Linked DNA regions of Mus musculus: regions 1 and 3 are each linked to region 2. The links are chromatin contacts, called in public HiChIP or PLAC-seq and capture Hi-C maps. All regions are on one chromosome and are shown on one strand. Each heading gives the region's core, a stretch centred on a gene start, on an enhancer-like site or on the middle of the called end of the contact. The rest is flanking DNA. Distances are from core to core; before and after follow the strand shown.

What was found. HiChIP or PLAC-seq counts read pairs in DNA pulled down with a chosen protein or histone mark. Capture Hi-C pulls out chosen DNA fragments and counts their contacts.
Region 1: an HNF4G HiChIP or PLAC-seq map of pancreatic cancer cells shows a contact between it and region 2. The contact joins two enhancer-like sites. A contact is called at or near these places in 5 of 484 Hi-C or Micro-C datasets (differentiating embryonic stem cells, embryonic stem cells, extraembryonic endoderm stem cells and 2 more) and 8 of 115 datasets of contacts at active chromatin or transcription factors (embryonic stem cells, epiblast stem cells, heart atrium and 2 more).
Region 3: a capture Hi-C map of bone marrow-derived macrophages shows a contact between it and region 2, with 6 times the contacts expected there. The contact joins two enhancer-like sites. A contact is called at or near these places in 16 of 39 promoter capture datasets (the 3T3-L1 cell line, 3T3-L1-derived adipocytes, the HPC-7 cell line and 10 more), 2 of 15 datasets of contacts at CTCF or cohesin (large pre-B cells and pro-B cells), 41 of 484 Hi-C or Micro-C datasets (B cells, the C2C12 cell line, CD4 T cells and 23 more), 28 of 115 datasets of contacts at active chromatin or transcription factors (CD8 T cells, bone marrow-derived dendritic cells, bone marrow-derived macrophages and 16 more) and 4 of 9 other capture datasets (adipose tissue, bone marrow-derived macrophages, embryonic stem cells and 1 more).

What each region holds. Positions count from the first base shown.
Region 1 is chr11:22,436,379-22,439,078 of GRCm38.p6, reverse strand. The region is part of intron 2 of Gm39609 (a long non-coding RNA gene); the gene reads left to right. Among named protein-coding and RNA genes, the nearest start is that of Gm39609, 5.6 kb to the left of the region's middle. Within about 2 kb of position 1,373, at least 152 of the 459 cell types and tissues checked have an H3K27ac peak or open chromatin away from gene starts, as enhancers often do. A contact at or near this core is called in heart atrium, hepatocytes and pancreatic cancer cells, where this site is marked.
Region 2 is chr11:22,631,199-22,633,898 of GRCm38.p6, reverse strand. No RefSeq gene overlaps it. Among named protein-coding and RNA genes, the nearest start is that of Gm12052, 21 kb to the right of the region's middle. Within about 2 kb of position 1,343, at least 145 of the 459 cell types and tissues checked have an H3K27ac peak or open chromatin away from gene starts, as enhancers often do. A contact at or near this core is called in CD8 T cells, the G1E-ER4 cell line, the HPC-7 cell line and 14 more, where this site is marked.
Region 3 is chr11:22,870,702-22,873,401 of GRCm38.p6, reverse strand. No RefSeq gene overlaps it. Among named protein-coding and RNA genes, the nearest start is that of Gm24917, 3.2 kb to the right of the region's middle. Within about 2 kb of position 1,376, at least 132 of the 459 cell types and tissues checked have an H3K27ac peak or open chromatin away from gene starts, as enhancers often do. A contact at or near this core is called in CD8 T cells, the G1E-ER4 cell line, the HPC-7 cell line and 12 more, where this site is marked.

The DNA.
Region 1 (2,700 bases), core at 124-2,623, 190 kb after region 2:
GGGCGCTGTTAAGGCGAGGAGTGACTAGATCTGAATCATGTTTGGAGAAACCCCACACATATGGTGGAGGAGAGAAGAGGCTGGCCCAGAGGAAGGTAGTGGTGCTTATTAAATACCCACAGACTGACTGGATAACCTTGGCTTAAGTGACTACAGTAACCTCAGAGTGTTTGTTGAGTGGGGACTACAGCCTCTCAGTCAAGCACAGTTGGATGGCTTGGTCTGAACATGAGCCAGCTGGCCAGTGTGATCCCAAACAGAAAAAAAAAAAAATCAAAATCAAAACAAAACAATAAAACTACTCCACAGTCACAGCAAGCCATTGCATAAGGAGGACAGTGTGAGCAATGTCTTGTGGTAGAAAAGCAGTGAAGGCAGTCACTTACAGGCACAGCAGGTAATTTCTGTATCTAGACAGGGCCTCTTTGCTGAGAGTGTGGGAGGGACACTCACCTCATCTCTGTGAAGGAAGTGAAGCACCAAGAAAGGTTACTGGCTTAGGGTCAGACCTAGATCTGTGATTTCTGTCACTTATTAACTGGATAGCCTTGAGCAGCCCCAAGAGCCAGTGCCTTCATTCGTAAAGAAGGTTAAAGACCCATTTCCAGGCACAGGAGGGTAAAATAAGGGAAAGCTATGAATTCTAAGGGATTAGAGTAACTTTTTAATTTTTATGATTCCACTTTGTATGCCCCACACATCCCAGGCAGAAAGAAAAATATTTAAAAGATGACATTGTTATGTTCCCATGAGTAGCCTGGGATATCTGTTTTGGGGCTTTTTATACCTTTAAATAGCAGAATCCCTAGCTAGTCTGTGTTGTCCCTTTAAATCTAAGGATGGGGGGTCACAGATCTTCCAATTTAGCTGCTAAGCCTTTAAATAATGGGCTTGCCCACCTCCACCCTTGCACTGTTCCCTGGGCTTCTGGGATGTCTCTCAGGTAATTCCAGTACTCTTGGCGGCTGCCCCAGTTCACAGCTGCCACAGGGATCAGCTACTCAAAAAAACTGTTGCTGAATTAATATTGGCAGTGTGTGTGGGTTATATTTGCAGAGCATTGGCAGGCACCAGGGACCTACTGGTTAAAGTCCATTCTAACCTTTCCTCTGTCATGCTTGAAAAATATGGGAGGTTTTCTGCTGCTGTTGGTAGCTGAAGACCGCCCCATTCTCCGCTTCCCCTAGATTACGTGTGGTGGAATACTTCTCACGCAAGAAGGAGAAAAATGTCCTGGTTGAAGTGAAAATCCTTTCCTCAGAGGACCAGTTGCTGTCAACTGGCAGTTTTGGGTCGTTTCTTTGCTGTTCCCTCTGGTCTGTCCAGCAGGTGGTGGAGTTCCAGCAGCCTTGTCCCCAGTCAGACTGTCCTGTAATGCTCAGCACGTGATAGGCGACTGCTGTCTGACTCACTCCTGCTGCCTCTGGCTCTGGGGCTGTGTAAACACCACAAGGAACGGCAAGAACAGAGTACTCCAAGCTTTTCCTGTAGTTTCCCTCATCAAACAAAGAACAAATTCGTGTTGACTGAATATAGAACTGCCTGTGTCAGCTGGGATTTAAACTCTTAATCACTTTATTCTTAGCAAAGACCCAGAAAGAAACCCTAAATTGTTTCTTTGTTCATTATCCACCTATGAAAACACATTTGTTAACAGTACTGAATGTATCATGATAGACAGCTGAATCCAAATTATTCTTGAGAAACAGATTAATCCAGTGTGCTGCTGAGTGCCTGTGACCCCAGCCTTGGGGTTTGGGTAGAGATAGGTGGATTTCTGAAGCTCATTGGCCAGCCTGGCTGGGCAAATGGGAGAGCTACAGGTTCAATGAGAGATCCTAGCTCCAGAAGCAATGGAAGATTGATCAAGGAAAGGTAGCTGATATTGAAAGTCATGCATGTGAGCATGTGCAATAAAGAAAAATGAAAAAAAAAACCAACTTTAAAAAGTCAGCAGCTAAAGAGGAAACAACAACAACAGAGAAAAGAGAGAGAGAGAGAGAGAGAGAGAGGAGAGAGAGAGAGAAAAGAAAGTGGGAACATCCGTTATAGGCAAAACTTCAAGCCCCCAAATGTTCACACTCACACATTTCAAATTAGACATTTCAAAAACAGTGATTAAAAAAAAAAAAAGGTTTTAGAAAAATGTAAAAACGAAGCACTTCTAGGTTTGCTTCTCAGTTTCTTCAGAAAGTCTATATAACATTGCTTTTGTTTGGCCCCTGCTGTCTTCAGACTCATTTGGTTAGAGACTTAATTTGGTGGCTGAAACAGGGATCAATGCTAGAGGAAAATTTGGGTCAGAGTCTTTCTTAGAGTATTACCAATGGCAGATAGCTCCTCTCATGCCTTAGAGAGCCACCTCCAAAGGTATATGGTGTCCCTGTGATGGTTAAATACTAATTGGATGCAATGGAGAATCACCTGGGAAGGGGGTCTTAATGAGGGACTATCTATCCATCAGATTGGGGGATTGATGTGTGAAGGCCCAGCCTAAATGGTGTGTGGGTGACACTCTTTCCTGTCTCTAGGCTTTGGGTTGTACAAACAAGGAGAAGATAAGCAGAGAGTATATATATGCATCCATTTCTCTCTGCTCTTGGTTGTGGATATGACATAATCAACTATTTTAAGTTCTCACTGCCGTGACTTCCCTGTAGCAATCACCATATAACATGGAACTGTGAACTAAGATGAACC
Region 2 (2,700 bases), core at 94-2,593:
GAGGACACAGAGAGAGAGATTCCAGAATTTAATTTTTTTCCTTTTGTTTCTTCTTTGAGCACGACTATTAACAAACTAAACAACTGACAAGCCCTAGCATTTATCTACCCTCTAAAAAGTCCCCAGAATTCCAAATGTCACACAATCACAAAAAGTATCTGCAGCTGGCAAAACCATGCCTCTGCTAGAGCATGGGGCACATCGCAGTCAGATGCTGCCCCATATCACTAGGGATTAAAACAAAAAAAGAATATTATATTCTATTATATTTTTAATATTATATTTTTAAAAAGAATATTATATTCTTATAATATTTCTGGGATTGTAAAAGAAACCAAAATTGCAGAATTCTCAGTACCTACTCCCTCTTCTGCAATGTCCCTGCAGCCTTAGGAGAGGGGGTTAGTTGAGTCTGTGGTAACCATTGCCCACTGCAGACAAACATCAGAGACACTTCTTTGGTGACAACTAAAAGGCTACTATTAGCATCTAGGGATTAGAAGCCAGAGATGTGGCTTCTTAAAGCATCCAGAAGCACCCGGCACTGCCTAACGACTGGGTAGTACTTGGTCTGAAGTGCCCACAGAGAAGCTGAGCTGGACCTGCTCACAGCATCCTCCTGGCCATTTGCTTCCTGTAAGAGTGTTTGTTAGTCTTGAGTCCTGGGGGCGGGGTGTGGGGTGCACATCCTCACTGAGGAGGACACACAGAACAGTCTGTGCTGCATCCATAAATTCTTGGAAATACCACAAGAATGCTGCAGCACGAACAGCGCTCACTGGCATTGTTTTGCAACAGGCTTGGTGCTGAGCACTTTACATATTTTTATCTTGTCATTTTCATAAGTCAGACTTTGAGCTATTAATTACCCATATTTTATAGACTGGGGAATGGAAGCATGACAGATCTCCTGAAGTCACGGAGCTCTTAAATGGAGGCTGGGCTTCTAGCATGCCCAAACACTGAGACACATTCAAGCAAAATAAGAAAGGTAAGTTCTCAGGAAGAGCTAGCTCCAAGCCTACTCTAGACCCGCCTGTGCTCTTATCTGGGGACATGGGCATTTGAGCCCCTCTCCCCATGGCACCATGGCAGCCGAGTGTCTGAGAGCCAGCAAAGAATGTCTTGACATTTTTCAAGGTGGAAAAGAGTAGAGAGAAGAGAGAAGGGTGTTCATGTCAGTACAAAGACAGCTGGGGTAGAGACAGGCAGCAGAATGAGGACTTTATATTATTTATTATGGCAAAGAATGGCAGGCTTGTGTCTAAGCCATAAATACCCTCCTTTGATCTGTGCACATCAGAGCTAAGTGAGTCACTCTTGGGCCTCAGGAATTGATGACTGTCCTAATCATCACCCTGAATGACCTTCTAGTCAAGCACTGCTCATGCTCCCTGCAGTGACTGTGTCTGGGTTAGACTGGGCCTTGGAAGAGGGGAGGTGAGCCTGAAGTGGGGGAGCACCCACAATTCCTGTGGGTGTGACTTATTTTCCTTTCCCAATCTCTGTTTGGAGATGGTTACTGGTTTCCATTCCTGAGACCAGCAAATGGCTAGAACCAGACCACAGCCTTCAAACCCAGGAAGTCAGAGCTCTGCTGTGATCCAGGAAATGGAAGCCCCCCAATTGTTCGGTTTGAGCAGGGTTATCAGGTTAGCAAAATCTTTAATGTTCCTTTTGTCCTCTTGTTTTAGTAACCCTGCTTCACCCCTGGAAACTTGTTCCCCAATTACAAAATACCATCAGTGCCGCCCACAGCCTCAAAGGCATCACATGATTCTTTTCATAAGGCCAGTAGACAAAGGCCAGAGAACCTCTCTGTTGATGGTTTCTCAGAGTCAGACCGAAGGATAGGTAGGGGCTGCTGAGATGGTGCTATTAGGAACTCAGAGTGGATGTCAGGGGCTGTGGTGGGGTGGTGGGGAGGAGAGGGAGTGCATTCCTAAAGGTCCCTGCACTGCCTTTCAGCCTGGGAACAGCAGGACTCTGGGCTTTGGGCCAGAGAGAAGATGGAGCTAAGGGATCCAGACAGGTGTCGAGCAATGTATTCTGCTCGGTGTCTTTTCTTCCAGAGCTTCAGAAAAGACTTACTTTTACAGTATTAGGAGGAAGGAAGAGAGAAAAAGGAGGAGGGGAAGGAGGGTGGAGAATTTTCTGATACCAGCCGGCTTTCCAGAGAAAATACACTGAGCAATGGTGCCATCCTGTGGCTATATGCAGGAATTGCAAACCCCCCCCCCCCCCAATTTTAACTGAAAGTTCAAGAAAACAAGCAAGTAGTTCCTGCTTTTACACTAGGCGATTATAAGTTCATTCTTGGTATATTCATTCACATAACTATCTAAGGGAAATAACTAGTGTTTGGTACGTGAGTCAATACTAAATGTAAGATTCCTTCACACATTCAGTAAATATTTACTAGTCTTTATGATGTGAATGCATTTTTCTAAAACCCTTGGACCCAACTGTAAGTAAAAATATACATTCTTGCACTTGACATCTTAGCTGGAGGGGAAAATATTCTTACCAGAGTTTTTTGGGTCACAGCCTGGCAGTCCAGCAACCTAGGCGTGGTCATCTCCCTCCCCTCTCAATAGGCCAATCAGAGAGGTGAATAACATCCATCGAGAAGAGAAAGATGTATTCAGTGTGGTCGCACCAGCAAGAGGAACAAACAGCTCCCATAGCTCCCAAGCACAC
Region 3 (2,700 bases), core at 127-2,626, 240 kb before region 2:
TTCCAAAGCAGGTTTTTTTTCAGCTACTGAGAAGTGCCTTCTAAGATGTAGACATTGCACGCTCCTTTTTAATACCAAAAAAAAAAAAAAAAAAAGCCTTTTGGAAGCAAATTATAATAGCTTCCTGCTTCTGACTTGACACAGCAGCAAGGCTCTTCCCACCAAATAAGGGCGAAACTGCCCTTGAAGCCCTTGTCTATCCAGAACAGCATGTTTTAACGTTAAGCCTGAGGATTTTCCAGTCTTGAGGCAAATGCCTGTTCCATTGATGACTATAAGTAAGGGTCTGGTCTTCTGGCAGTGCCTGGCTATCATTTCTGTAATGGCTAACTGTACACCATTGGCTAAAGGAAAGGGAAAACAGTGGCTTGTGACATCTTGGAACACAGAACACCCATTGAGACTAATATGTCTGAAAATGTCGTGGAAAGGATGTGCAGGATCTCAGAAGACCTGACACACCGTTATCTTGCTGTTTGTGAGGCGGCACGTCTACGAAGGAGAACAAAGCAGACACCAAACACCGCATGTGTGAAGGGTAAGGACCAGCTTCGTTCTTCTGTCTGCTCATGGGAAGTAACCAGGTACTATTTCTTTGAGTGTTACCCCAGAGGAATTTAGCTTCCTCTCGTTCTCAAATGCTTTTCTATCTCCAGACAGGGTCTTTCTCTGGATAGTAAGCTGGCCCCCTACTCACCATGAGGCCCAAGCTTTCCTGAAGAGTCTTGGTCCCCCTGCCTCAGTCTCTCTAATGCTGGGATTGCAGATGTGACCCTCCACATCACCTTCTGGTGTCTAATTTTTATCCTTGGTTAGTGCAGTGTCTCCCTTAGCCAAGTTGTGGCCTTACACAGAAGTTTACCCTCAGACCAGACCAAGCCTAAAGGAAGCAGAAGCTGACTCCCCGTGGAGCCTTGCCTGGTTTTTCAGTGGCACATCCTGCTGATTTCTGGTCACACTGACAGAGCTTGTTTCTCTTTAATCATTATCCCCGGCTGCCCACGCTGTCATTTAAAAACAATAAATGCTGATTATGAAAATAATAATTACCATTTGGAAAACGGAGCATGCTGTCCTCTCTACCATTACAGTTTACAAATGTGCTGTCAGATTTGCCCCTTCCCCCGCAGGATGTGAGGAAGCCAACCTTGATCCCCCACCCACTTCAGGCACCGCTGGACAGGGAGAAGGTTTCAGTCTGAGGCAGTTGGAAGTTCACATGCACATGGAGACAGCTGCCAACCCTCATTCTCATACAAGGAAGGAAACAGGCAGGAAATGAGAAAGAGGCAGTAGTGAGCTTTTATATTTATAGGGGAAACAGCACCAGACTGGGGGCTGAGCCTCAGTGTGAGTCCCAGCTTTGTTGGTATTGAGCTGTTCTCCAAAGAGATCCTCTCACTGTTGGTTTCGCTTTCCCTTCTTTCTCATAGTTTTGAAATAGGACAATTGATTTCATTTCTCTCATTTCTATAAATTGCTCCATCTCTAAAGCTGGGATAAGTGTTGATTGCATTAATCTCCTTTCTCATCTGCCACGGCCCTTCCTGTTTCCGCTCAGCACACTGCTCTCCCCTGTTCTCATTACCCAGATCTCTCGCTCTTCCATTTGGCAGGAAGTAACGTTCATGGATTGAGCAAATTCCCCCACTTCTCATATCTGTGCTGTTCTTTTCCCAGCCTTTTGTCCCAAATCCACCCCTGCTCTGTGGCTGTCACTGATAAGTGAATGAAAGTGCCTTTATTGGGAACCTACAATGAAAACTCTTCAGTTTTGCTTTAAGAAGATAAACGGGGCTTCAGCATGTCCCCAGGCCTCTGTGAGACAAGGGCTGAGCAGCGTGAACCCTCTTTGCTTCATGCTCATCTCTCTCTATGAGGTGAGCTCTCTGTGGCTGTTGGCCACACTCTGAGGTTTCTTCCTACTTCTTCGGTTCCTTTTGCTAGATTTGCCTTTTTGACCGGTTCACTAACTAGCTATAATTTCCAAGGGCTCTATTCTCTCATTATAAATACATATGTATATGTGGATATGTATTATGTATATGTACATATACACATACAACAGAAATGAGTGCTTCTGGCCACCAAAAGATATGACAGGTTGGGGTCCTGACTTTTTACTTTATTTTTGTAGACCCTATGTACAAGATGTGAGGTGGCTCCCCATTAGGCATTCACTGCTCATAGTAGGAGGTATACAATGCTTTTTGCTCTTGGTCAATACAAGCCTTGGAACTAAACCTTGATTCCAAAGGACCTACTATTCTGACCTCAACTGGGGTTATATTTCCTTTCTTCAGATTCCAATGCTGGCCCACAATCTTCATTCAAGAGTTAGCATGTCCCCAGTTTTAGAGAAGGAATCAGACAAGCATCCCATATACTACCTGATACTCTCAAGTTTCACTATATTCATATTCATCTATTTTGGCAAATGCTTTTGATCAAACACATAACACATATGTAATGGAACATGGTGGAAATAAAATGGGGTTGATAGATAACTGTAGGATTTTGTAGCAAATCTGATTTTGGTGTCATCTTGTGAAAAAAAAACTTTAATATTTCAGTGCTCTGTGGGCTTTAGAATGACAAGAGGGCTTTAGGTGTAGCTCAATGCTAAGAGCAGGCTCAGGGCATATATGCAAGGACCATCCCATCTGAGCTAAGAACAGGCTCAGGGGTACATGCAAAGAC